Regions from separate parts of the Sus scrofa genome. Here region 1 is linked to region 2. A link is a contact called in public Hi-C data. All regions are on one chromosome and are shown on one strand. The core of a region is the stretch at or near the end of the contact, and the rest is flanking DNA. Distances in the headings are between cores, read along the strand shown. Region 1 holds the start of PPHLN1 (periphilin-1). Region 2 holds the start of YAF2 (YY1-associated factor 2).

Region 1 (6,203 bases), core at 3,251-5,750, 59 kb before region 2:
TTTCTTTGGGCCTCTCAAAGTACCCTGCAAAACTAGCACGATATAACATTATCTTCAATTTATTTTCCTTCCTCTTCTCCTCCCAAACTGAACACCACTGGAAAGGCAATGACTGTACTCCTCTTGCTTCATGGAGTAAATGTACTTATTAAATGTTGGCCAAATAAACATATTATTCATACGACCACCATACAAGCCATTCTGAGGAACCTAAATATTAGTTTGTGCCTTTTGGTTATTCAGAAAACTTCCAGAGTATGGCTCCTTTCACATTTCTCAACACTAACGCCACTTCATTTTTGAGCAAAAGGTGCCAATAAAAATTCTTTAGCTCTAGCACCTAAAGCAGTGATTCTCAGACCTGACTGTACATTAGAATCATCTAAAGAGCTTTAAAAAATATTAATACCTAGGCCCTGTCTTCTGAAATGCCTATATAACTGCCTGGGATTTTTTTTTTTTTTTTAATTTTAAACTTATTTCATCTTAGGATCAGACCCATTGATGTTAAAGCAAGGTAAATGTATTCTTGACATCTTAAATTAAAACAGGAAGTTTTTAAGGGTCAACTTGAATCTAAAAATTACATAATATTATTTCTGCTTGAAAATGTTTAAAATTCCAGACATCTAAAACAAAAAAAAAAAAAAAAAAAATGAATGTTATAATTAAAGTCCGTGGGGGGGAAAAAACCTAACATACATACCAATTAAAATGGTCAAAATAGGAGTTCTCATTGTGGTTCAGCAGTAACGAATCTGACTAGTATCCATGAGGACAGGGGTTCAATCCTCGGCCTTGCTCAGTGGGCTAAGGATCTGCTGCAAGCTGTGGTGTAGGTCGCAGACATGGCTCGGATCCGGCTTTGCTGTGGCTGCGGTGCAGGCTAGCAGCTGCCGCTGCCAACTAGACCCTTAGCCAGGGAACTTCCATATGCTGTAGGTGTGGCCCTAAAAAAACCAAAAAAAAAAAAAGTCAAAATAAAGCAAATAATCCACAGGAATTAATCATTGTTCAGTGCTCAGGGAGGGATAAACGCAAGCAATGGTAGTTAAGAATGCCAAGAAAATGTAAACAGAATCGAATCTTGAGAGACTGTTTAAATGCAGATGAACAATAGTAAATGGCAGAATCCAGGAAAACAGAAAGGAATTGGGGAAGATAAAATGTGCATGAGAAAGACAGAAAAGACCAGGGCAGAAGATTCGCATTGCAAAGGAGTGGGAAATGAGCCTGCATAGGTATTCAACAAGTTTTCATTAACTAACTCCCTTGAAGTATATATTATCCTTCCCATTTCACATAAAACATGGAGCCTCTGAAAAGCTCAAATTCCAGGGCCATATGGATCCTGGAATCAGACCAGGCCTTTATAACTTTAAAATCCAGCCCTTTCAACCCTATCACATTGCTACACAAAGCAAACGGCAAGGACAGAGAGAACAAATTCAAGGACACAACAAAGCAAAAAACTAAAGGAGTTCCCTGTAGGCTTTTAAACCTAGATATGAGATGAGGGGGAAAATGTCATTTCAGAAGATTCACCTGGCAGTATTCAAAACGGATTACAGGCAAAAGAGGCTAGAGGAAAGGAGATCATTGGCTGTTTCATAATGAGCAATTTAACTTAACTCAGTACTGTTAAAGCACAGTCTTCTCTACTAAGTTACATGGCTTCCTACATTACCTGGTTTCTCACTGCTTTAAGGAAACGTCTTTTAGAAGCCCCACTGTACTGTATTAAATACCTAGTAGTAGATTTCCTTTTTACAGCCACACCTGCGGCATATGGAGTTCCCAGGCTAGGGGTCGAACCTGAGCCGCATCTGCAACCTACGCCACAGCTTGCAGCAATACCAGATCCTCAATCCACTGAGTGAGGCCAGGGAATGAACCCACATACCCACAGACACTATGTCGGGTTCTTAACCCACTGAACCACAACAGGAACTCGAGTAGGAGACTCTTGATTGTTCAATAAGTGATCAAGTAACAGAAAGTACTGAAAGAGACAAAAATACTGGATGTTGACTATGTATAATATTTCCAAATCTAAATCTCTTTTCACCTCTGGATGGAGGTTACAGTCAACTAGTCAGCCACCTTCTAGTCTTTTACTCTCCGTTTCACCCTTTTTTAAAAAAGGATACTCAATTAATTTTGCTAATATGTCAGTCAGATCTGGTTTCCCTGATCAAGAACCCAAACAGTTTCTTATTAATTAACTGTAACAAATCCAAACTTCTCTGCCCTTCCTATGTGCCCTCTATCATCTCACCTAGCCTCCTGTTCTCTCCCAAAGAATCATTCATGCTGTGTCTCTTCTCTGTCCCATAAAGTAACAAACACTACTCTGGAGTTGTCTGACTTATTTCCCAAGCTGGAATACCTCTTTCCATTGTCTCAATTTTTGAACATCCATCTAGGCCCAGTTCAAAATCTATTATTCTCCACAAAGCCCATTTCTGAAACTTATAACAGATTCTAAACCAGTGAATAAGAAGTCACAACTTGTGTTTGGCCCAAGGTTTTTTTCTTAATAAAACTTTATTCCATTGACCATACTTTAAAACTGGGAGATAACACTTTAAGAAACTGTATTTCCAATTTTCCTTGAAAAAACTGGATGCTCCAGTAACACTGGGACCACACAATCAATTACACAGCCACAACCAGTTGTACCTGAATAGCAGCTGACGCCTTTTGAAAGATTTTTACATTTTAAAGTCCAGAGATGATACATCAACAGCCTAACTTCTGAGACTGTACCTGCAGCAACTGTAATAATTAAGAAATACTGGACTGCCTATTAGGCCCTGGAATTACAAAAGTAAACAAGACAGATATGGTCCCTTCTGAACAATCTAGCTCAGAAGCAAAAGAGATAAGCAATCGAGATATATCTGGTAAGTGCTACTATGAGGGAAGCAGAAGGCACTTAGCACTTGGTAAGAGTACCTAACTCTAAGAGAAGTCAGAGAAAGTGACTAAACTGAGATCTTTAGCAGGTGTACGAATTATCCAGAAAGAGGTAGGGTAGGGATCCGGAAAAATCAAATGCCACAGAGAAAAAAGAACTTTTGCAAAGACCCTCAGGGAAGAAAAAACTATTGAGAAAGTGATATGAGTTCAGTACCGCTAGAGACTTCGCCCAGCCTTAAATGCAGGTGTCAGAGAATGGGCTCAATTGAAAAGGCTAGAGGGAAAAAATAAGTGTCAGGAGAAGGAAGAAAATTCCATAAACAGGTGTAACATGTAAAAGAGTTTGTTAAGCAGAGAAGAAAGGTTTCAGAGGGCACAGATGTTTTGTCGAGGGGTGAAATGTGGAAGAAAAGGAGAAAGAAGCAGTGATAGCCTAAATCAAGGGAGAGGGAGCACAAAGCAGCACGGGGATGAGGATGTAGCAAAGAAGACCAAAGGGGCTTACATCTTGGGCGGTAACCAAGGATAACAGGGATGTGAAGCATAGTAGTTTTGGTGGGCCACAAGTTTGCCAAGAGAATTAGTCCCAGCGGTCCCCTGGTGGACGCGGAGGCATTCGGGCCTCTCAAAATCCTGCAGCGCCCTGGCTGGATTGCACTTCCGTCTCTCTAGAAGACATCAGCTTCGGTCTGGATTGACTGTGCAGGCTCCAGGAGAGGCTCTGAGTTCCAGGCTGCTGGCACGCAGGCTCCCGGGGAGTGGTTAGAGGCCTGGTCTGTGTGTGCTGGTGGGTAGAAGTTAAGTATAAACTACCTTGCATTATTTTCTGATTTTTCTGTAGGAAAGATGGGCCTGTTTACAGCCACTTAAGAGAAAAAGCAGTGTGTGCCCATTATAGATTTATAGGAGGAAAAAAAGTGCTAAGAAGTTTAACATTTGTCCATACCAATACTCAAGATGAGTCATTCTGTGAATCGGAGTCTCCCCCAAGTTGACCTTGTCTCCTCAACAAGACTGATATCCTGCAGCAAAAGGCCTCTTTTACACTTTTCTGTAGCTCCTTAAGTGCCTACAACCGAACTGGGTACGTCGAACACACTCAGTAAATTTACTGACTTCCTAACTGATCTCGAGTCATTGAACTCACCTAGATCAGTCCTCTTTTTACATATTATGGTGCTATACAGAAGCGAACCTATACCACAGACTCAACACTTTCTTTATTCCAAACTCCCACTAGTCTCTCCACCCTCAACCGCAGGGGCAGAACTGTTTGTTGCACGATTCAAATGCAGCGGGAGACTCCAGGTCCCGCCGCGGAAACGCCCACCCGCCCGCTCATTCCTTAGAGTTGTACCGGCCAACGACCCTGTACCGGCCCACGCGCCTGTCCCTGCCCACCTCTCAGAATGATAAAATCCGCTCACCGACTCTGAGCCTCCGGGAGACCCCGTAAATACAATCGTCCGCTCGTCGCCGCGCTCCCAGGCAGCACTTCCGGCGCGCATAAAGACGTCAGCAAAAGCACCCGCCCCTAGGCCCGCCTCCAGAGCGTGGGTCAAAGGGGAGCCGGGAAGAGGCGCTACTGCTGCTACTTTCTCATCTACGGAACCTGACCCCTCCCGGGACCCGTGATGCCAAGGCAGCTGCGAGGGGCAACGAACTGTCGGGCTTGAGCCCCAGCTGAGGCTCGCGCTTTTCGGGTCTCCTGGGCCCGCCCCACCTGAAGGTAAGCTCCTCCCCGGCTGCGGCCTTTCTCCCTACGGGCTCCTCCCCAGACCCAGCCGCCGGAATCACTTGTCCCTCTCTCCCTACACCTTTTTTTAATTACAGGACCTTTACCTTTGCCTGCCTTCCCCGTTCTAACCAGAACGGCTAACGTGCGAGGAGTTTCAGTTGGAAGCTTTTAAAAAGCGACCTATCGATGCTGAGTTCCTGAAGTTGTCTAAGTCCGGCGTGCCAAGCGAGCATCAGCGCGTTTTCCCATTACATCATTTTAGAATATTTTGTCGTTTGTGATCTTAAATACCCACCACACACGTTTTTAAAATCGAAAATTTGAGTTTGACTGAGTCCGATGTAATTCTCACAGATTATTACTGACTTTGTAATATATAGCATAGAAATGTATTACAGATTATATTTGTACACTTAAAATACATATACAAATCAATACCCTTCAGGGCACTGAAAACTATTCATATAATGTATCATTTCAAATTAGCAATAATGTGAAAATTAGTGATTTGAAAGTTTCTTTACATCATCGAAAGATGAGGCTAAAATTTCCTGGTAACACAACTCCAGAGAAAAATATTATGACAACCAAAAAGGTACCCAGCCAAATTAGCAAAAATCAATGGCTAAGGTTCCTTCTGAGCTCCTAGACACTTTCTAGCTGCTTAGGCAAGGTAATAAGCATATCTGAAAGCACTTTCTTGCTTTTAGCCTGAGGGGAGCTTAAGAGTGTCCTCAGTGTTTTTCCTTCATCTGTTAGAAACTCACCTCTCCATTCACACCATATTCATCACTGAAAGGATTAGTGTAATGAATCTACTAGGAAGAAGGACCAGGAGTTTCTTGTGACTTAGGGGTAATAAACCCAACTAGTGTCCATGAGGATGTGGGTTCGATCCTGGCCTCACTCAGCGGTTAAGGATCTGGCAATGCTGTGGCTGTGGTGTAGGCCAGCAGCTGCAGCTCCAATTCCACCCCAGCCTGAGAACTTCCATATGCCACAGGTGTGGCCATAAAAAAATAAATACAAGTAAGTAAATAAAAAGAAGGACCAGAAAACTCTAAGTAGTGTCTGGAGAAAAGAAGTTCCTTAATTCACCCAGCTGGAGTCATTGCTCCTAAGTATTACTAAGAAGTTAGGAAAGTATGTAAATTTAACATTTGCCAATAATATTGATTTTACTTGGAATGAAGAATACTTGGTTTTGATTGCTTTTGGGTTTGTTTGTTTTTTTAGAAATGAGTGGTGGATTAGCCCCAAGTAAAAGCACAGTGTATGTATCCAACTTGCCCTTTTCCCTGACCAACAATGACTTATATCGGGTAAGTTTTTGTATTAGTACTCTTACCTACTGAATCCTCTATTTGAGATACAAATGTAGTTGAACAGTTCTCTCTTAAGCAAAATTCTTAAGTACATTACAGTCACTTAAATCATTAATACTAAGGACCTCTGTTGAATATGTAAGTGAAAAAAAATTAGATACTTGTGATTTCCAAAGAAAATTCTCATTTATTTATAGAGAATAACAAGTTTTTTTTAA
Region 2 (5,816 bases), core at 3,121-5,620:
AAAAGTAAAATATGTAAATTGAAAAATCTTTGCTGAAATTTTTCACTGGTGCTTTCAGATGAATTTTGTTCTCCCACCCCCCACCCCAATTCATGTTGAAGTACTAACCCCTCGTGCCTTATAAATGTGACTGTACTTGGACATTGGGTCTTCGAAAAGGAATTAAGATGAAATGAGATGCTTCAGATCATCTAGACAGAAAATCAACAAGGAAACACAGGTTTTAAACAACGCATTAGACCAGATGGACTTAATAAACATTTATAGAACATTCCATCTGAAAGCAGCAGAATGCACATTCTTCTCAAGTATACATGGAACATTCTCTAGGAAAGAACATATTCTGGGCCACAAATCAAGCTTTAGTAAACTTAAGAAAATTGATATCATATGAAGCATCTTTTCCAACCATAATGCGATAAGACTAAACCAACAAGAAAAAACTGCAAAAAACACAAACACATGGAGACTAAACAGTATGCTACTAAACAACCAATGGATCACAGAAATCAAAGAGGAGGGATGGATGGGGGTTGGGGCTGACAGAGGAAACGCTATCCAATATTCTACGATAATCTATGTGGGAAAAGAATCTGAAAAAGAATGGATGTGTGCACATGTATAACTGAATCACTTTGTTGTATAGCAGAAATTATCACAACATTGTAAATAAACTTCAATAAACTTCTAAAAAATGGAAAAAAAAAGATGAAATGAAATCCTTAGGTTAGGCCCTACTCCAATACAACAGTGTCCTTAGAAGAAGATAAGGTAGGACACAGACACACACAGAGGCAAGACCACATGAAGATACAGAGAGGAGGCGGCATCTAAGCCAAGGAGCGAGGCCTCAGAAGAAACCAACCCTGCTGAGACTTCACTCTTGGACTTTCAGCCTCCAGAATTGTGAGAAAATAAGTTTCTATTGCTTAAGCCAGTCAGTCTGTGGTATTTTGTTTGGGCGCCCTAGAAGCTAATACAATAGGTAACATTTAACTTTTATGACCAACAAAGATCAACAGAGGTATCTTCAGTTTGCAAAAATAAAACAAAATACCAAACAACTAAACAATAACCAGTCAACCTTTTAAAATGTGATTGGTTTTTACAACTATAGCTTATCATTGTCATACTTTGAGTTCTTTGGGGGAAGCTTATTTCTGCCTCATTCATGCCATTTTTCCTCAAATTCCAGTAAACAAGATGGTACTCCTCAATTCAGGTACAGGGTCTAGTCCCTAAAAACTATATACAAAACTTTAATACATAGTTTTTATTGCTGTTGTATTGGCCTTGTTGATATAAACTCAGGACTAATCAGACCAGCCTGAAGTCTCTAGGATTGAAGGTTAATTTCTTGATCTAAGACAGGCACACTCAATCTTTTCATCCACCTCCACAGAGAACAGAATCGTATGAACAAGATCCCCTGAAGAGTTCCAATAACTTCAGTCTCTACCATTCTGGGAAGCACGTCAGAATGGAAAGGAATATTACTTCAATGGCTTAGGGATTATTTTAATTTTTAAAAGGTACAACATTAGAAAACTTCAACAATTTATTGTTAAATCGTTAAAACTCTTGTTAACCCTAGTGAACTGCATGTCTAAAGTATTGAACTCTGGAGTTTCTTGTGGTCTAGTGGTTAAGCCATTGTCCCTGCTGTGGCTTAGGTTACTGCTGTGGCTTGTGTTCAATCCCTGGCCTGGGAACTTCTGCATGCCATATGCCAAAAATAAATAAAGTACTGAACTCTGTTAATATATTGAAAGGACACCTGAGTGGGTAAGAAACTTAGTCACTCCAAAAATCCCCAATGCTGGAGTACCCATCATGGCTCAGTGGTTAACAAACCCGACTAGTATCCATGAGGACATGGGTTTGATCCCTGGGTTAAGGACTGGGTGTTGCCGTGACCTGTGGTGTAGACCTGCAGCTACAGCTCCGATTTGACCCCTAGCCTGGAACCTCCATATGCCGTATCCCCCTTAAAAAAAAAAAAAAAATGGACGGAAAAAAAAAAATTCCCAATGCTGCAAATCACCATTCTCCACCAGCTGCTCTTCCAGATAGGTAAGAAACACTTCAGAATAAAGGTCTGACTTTCATGGCGATTTAGATGTAGCTCCTGTGTTACTATCTTCATGGAAGCCTACCCCTTACAGGAAGGGGTTTTTCTAAAAGAACCTGCAAATGGGAAGCAGCTGGTAGAGGGCAAGGGCATGTGCTTTGGTGCTTCCAAGAAAAAGGGGTTTCTGGTTCTTCTACAAGGACTACTTTGCAGAGTTGTAAAGTACAGTTTGAAGGGCTGTTGTAAATTTTAGCATTGATTGATGATACACTGCATGCCATAAGCTTAACAGGCTGTAAATTCTGGTATAAAAAAATAACTCATTGTAGAATTGTGACACAGGAGAATGTATTCATTCTCAGACTATTTATTGACTGTGTACTATGTGTCAGACTATTCTAGGGGCTGGAGATGCAGTGATGAAAACAAAACAAAAAATTCCTGCCCTTCTTTAGTTTATGGTTCAGAGCCGCAGCTTACTTTCTAGTGGTGGGTTTTATATTCTAGAGAAATGGTGACTTGCAGCATTAGGGATTTTTAGAGTGCTCCCTTTGCTTTTCTTTTGATTTAAAAATAGTTTGTTGCCATCGCTTTTGCAAGTAAACCAGTTTTTGTTAATCTCCATGATAATCCATCCAGCTGAGAAATTAAAAAATATCACAATACCTTAGACTTGGAAGGGATCTGAATTGAGATAATATTTTTAACTCCTTTATTTTACAGATGGAAAAAAAAAAAAGACACTGACATTTACCTACTGCATTACTGAGAGATTGAAGACTAGGCCTTAGATCTCTTCTCTTAATTGCTTTCCTTAATCACATTCCTCATGGTTTCTGGGTCTCTCAATCGAGGTCTGAGTCGTAAGAAGTGATGCTTGCAAAAAATACAGATGGTGCACTGAGTTCAGAAAGAGCTGTAAATTGTAAATTGATATGGTTAATTAGAAAACAGGGACTGAAAACAGAAATAGACTAACAGAGAGAAAAAAACAAACTTGTGGTTACCAAAGGGGAGAGGAAAGCAGGACAGACAAATTAGAAGTGAAGGATTAACAGACACAAAGGACTATGTCTAAAATAGATAAGCAACAAGGATAAACTGTACAGCACAGGGAATTATAGCCATTGTTATAATGTAAAGTGGAGTATAATCTGCAAAAATACTGAATCGCTATGCTGTACCTGAAACTTAATATTGTAAATCAACTATACTTCAGTTTAAAAAATAAAAAAGGAAGAGCGGCTTGCAGAAAGACTGACAGCATATCTGAGCTCTAAACCTAGCCAACTCATTTAACCTGGTCCCTATATTCCTTGTCTTTCAAATGAAGGGATAGGCTACTTGATGGGAATATTTGCACAGCACTTTGAGCCCTTTTAAAAACACGCATTGTGTAAAGAGACTTACAAAGTGCCAGCATAGAGTGCTAAAAAGTGTTAGTAGGCTTAAGAGTCCAGGAGCTTTAACCAAAGTTCTTGATCAGCGTGGTGACATAACGTTACCAGCATTTTATTATTAATCTGGTTGCGAATTACTGCTAAGATTGGGAAGGTGAGGCTGGAACTTCAGAGAGAGAGAGAGACCAGTAGGATGGCTGTTGCTAGAGTCTAGTAGAAGATGAGGGCATCCAGTACATTGCGGTAATGAAACCTGCTAGGAACGTGTTCTTAACAGGGCACACGCAAACTCGTTATTTAAAAGGAAGGGAAAAGGTCTTTTGAGTGTTTGGTTTTTTTTTTTTGCTGTTGTTGCTGTTTTCGTTTGTTTGTTTTTAAAGCAGCTACTGTAGAGGCTTGAGAGGCGAGGAGAGCTCATTTGGAATTAAAACAGTTAGATTCCTGGCTTCACCACCTCTAATTATGTAATATAGAGGAAGTCGCCTAACCTCTCTTGAACCTGGGTTTCGTTTTCTCCAAATTAAGGAGACAATCCCTACTTGGCCAGCATTTCTATGCACAAAACTAGGCAAGTGGCTTAGGGCACCTAGCAATGGCGCTGACGGGTGGCTCCCGCCTTCCCCCGGGTATCCTTAGGGCTAGAGCTGAGGAGCCAAGGACCGCTCAGGCCCGGAAAGCGGTTCCACCTGGAGACGGCGGCCGCGCACTCTGGTCCGGGGCCGGGCTGACCTCTGAACGCTGGCCCCACTTTGGACCAGGCTTCGCGCGGGAGGACGGCGCCTCCCCCGCCAGAGGGGCTCCGCGGACGCCGAGAGGGAGCGGGCGGCACCGGGCGAGAGACGGTGACGGCGCGGGAGGCTGGGATGGCCACCCCCACGCCGCCGCCCGCGAACTCGCCGGGAGTGCTGGGCCGCGCTGGCCGCGTTTGAAGTCTCCGGCGCGGCCGCTGGTTGGCTCGCGTGGGTCACGTGGCCCAGGCAGGAGTTTCCCCGACAGCTGGAGGCTGCGTGGGATCCGGCGGCGGCTCCGGAGCTCAGCGGTGCGGCCTTCCCCGCCCCCTCCCTCCTCCCCCGCCCGCTTCCGCCCGGCTTATTATCCTCCTTATTGACAAACAGAGCGGCCGCGGCGGCGACTCTCGGCGTGCGTTTGTGGCCAAGCCATGGGAGACAAGAAGAGCCCTACCAGGTAACAGCGCCCGGGCCCCCGGGCCCGGACTGTACAGGCGACGGGGCTCTCGCGGCGGGCTTCGGGCACTCGTCTCGCTCGCCGCCGGGGCAACGGGGCTAGAACGGGGGCGGCACCGCTGCTGCGCGAGCGCTGCCGCGTGAGGGGCCGGCGCCGGCCGCCCCACAATGGAGCCGCGATGGCGGAGGCCGGCGCGGCAGGCCGGGGTGTCCGAGCGGAGGCGGCGGCTGCGACCGCGCTCGCGCCCTCGCCTTCCTGACTCCCCTCCCCCTCTGAGCCCGAGGCGGGCGCGCCGGGCGCTGGCGGGGCGGGGGTCGCGGGCCTGGGGCGGGGGGCGGGGCGGGCGCGGCCGCGGGGCCCGGGCGCGGCCTGCTGGTGACCCCGCGCCGCGTCGTGTCCGGGTTGTGTCCTGCAGGCCGAAGCGGCAGCCGAAGCCGTCCTCGGATGAGGGTTACTGGGACTGTAGCGTCTGCACCTTCCGGAACAGCGCCGAGGCCTTCAAGTGCATGATGTGCGATGTGCGGAAGGGCACCTCCACCCGGTGAGTCCCGCGCCTGCCCTGCGCGCCGCCAGCCGGCGGGGTCGAGGCGCCGAGGACGCCCCTGCGGCTGCCGTCCCCTCCCGCGACACTCGCCCACCCGTCGGGCGGAGGCGAGACTGAGGTGGTGTCCGCGATAGGAACTGGGTCACGTTGATCGCGACCCTAGCGCTCGTTTGCGGTGAAGGGAAATTGAAGAGGCTGTAACGTTTCTTGCTGCCAAGAGAGAATAAATTATTAAAGAGAGGCATTAGCCACTGCGATTTAATGATTTAATTCATATCGCTGGGTGTAATGCCGCATCCCCCTTTCCCCAGCACACATTCCGGATGTAAGAACGTAGGCTGCATTGTTGTGTTAGTGTGTAGGAATCAAAGAAGCACCATGCAATCCTCTTTAGAAGCAAAAGATGTAATTTAATTTCCTTCCTCAAAAAAGTATCTGATTATAGAATACATAGTAGATTAAGCTTTTTTTTAATATAAACGTCTAGAAGGGTCAGATCAGGGTTTTGTGTAGTGTCTTTACCCCAGTTCTCTAACATTTTATAAATAGTTGAGGTGAGCCCAGTCACAGGGACACATTTTTACTGCAAGTATCTGACTTTATTTTGTTTGATTAA

The links. Hi-C and Micro-C count contacts between places; a contact is called where the count stands out from the background.
Region 1: a contact with region 2 is called in a Hi-C map of skeletal muscle, with 4 times the contacts expected there. The contact joins the promoter of PPHLN1 here to the promoter of YAF2 in region 2. A contact is called at or near these places in 2 of 5 promoter capture datasets (fetal liver and liver), 13 of 47 Hi-C or Micro-C datasets (embryonic fibroblasts, fetal heart ventricle, fetal skeletal muscle and 4 more) and 2 of 2 datasets of contacts at active chromatin or transcription factors (alveolar macrophages and skeletal muscle).

What each region holds. Positions count from the first base shown.
Region 1 is chr5:73,554,502-73,560,704 of Sscrofa11.1, reverse strand. It overlaps PPHLN1 (periphilin-1), which reads right to left and starts at 4,500. Exons shown (of 8, transcript XM_013997950.2): 1 at 4,350-4,500. It overlaps ZCRB1 (zinc finger CCHC-type and RNA-binding motif-containing protein 1), which reads left to right and starts at 4,465. Exons shown (of 8, transcript XM_021092556.1): 1 at 4,465-4,651; 2 at 5,897-5,982. The coding sequence starts at 5,899.
Region 2 is chr5:73,495,901-73,501,716 of Sscrofa11.1, reverse strand. It overlaps YAF2 (YY1-associated factor 2), which reads left to right and starts at 4,370. Exons shown (of 7, transcript XR_002344163.1): 1 at 4,370-4,656; 2 at 5,072-5,197.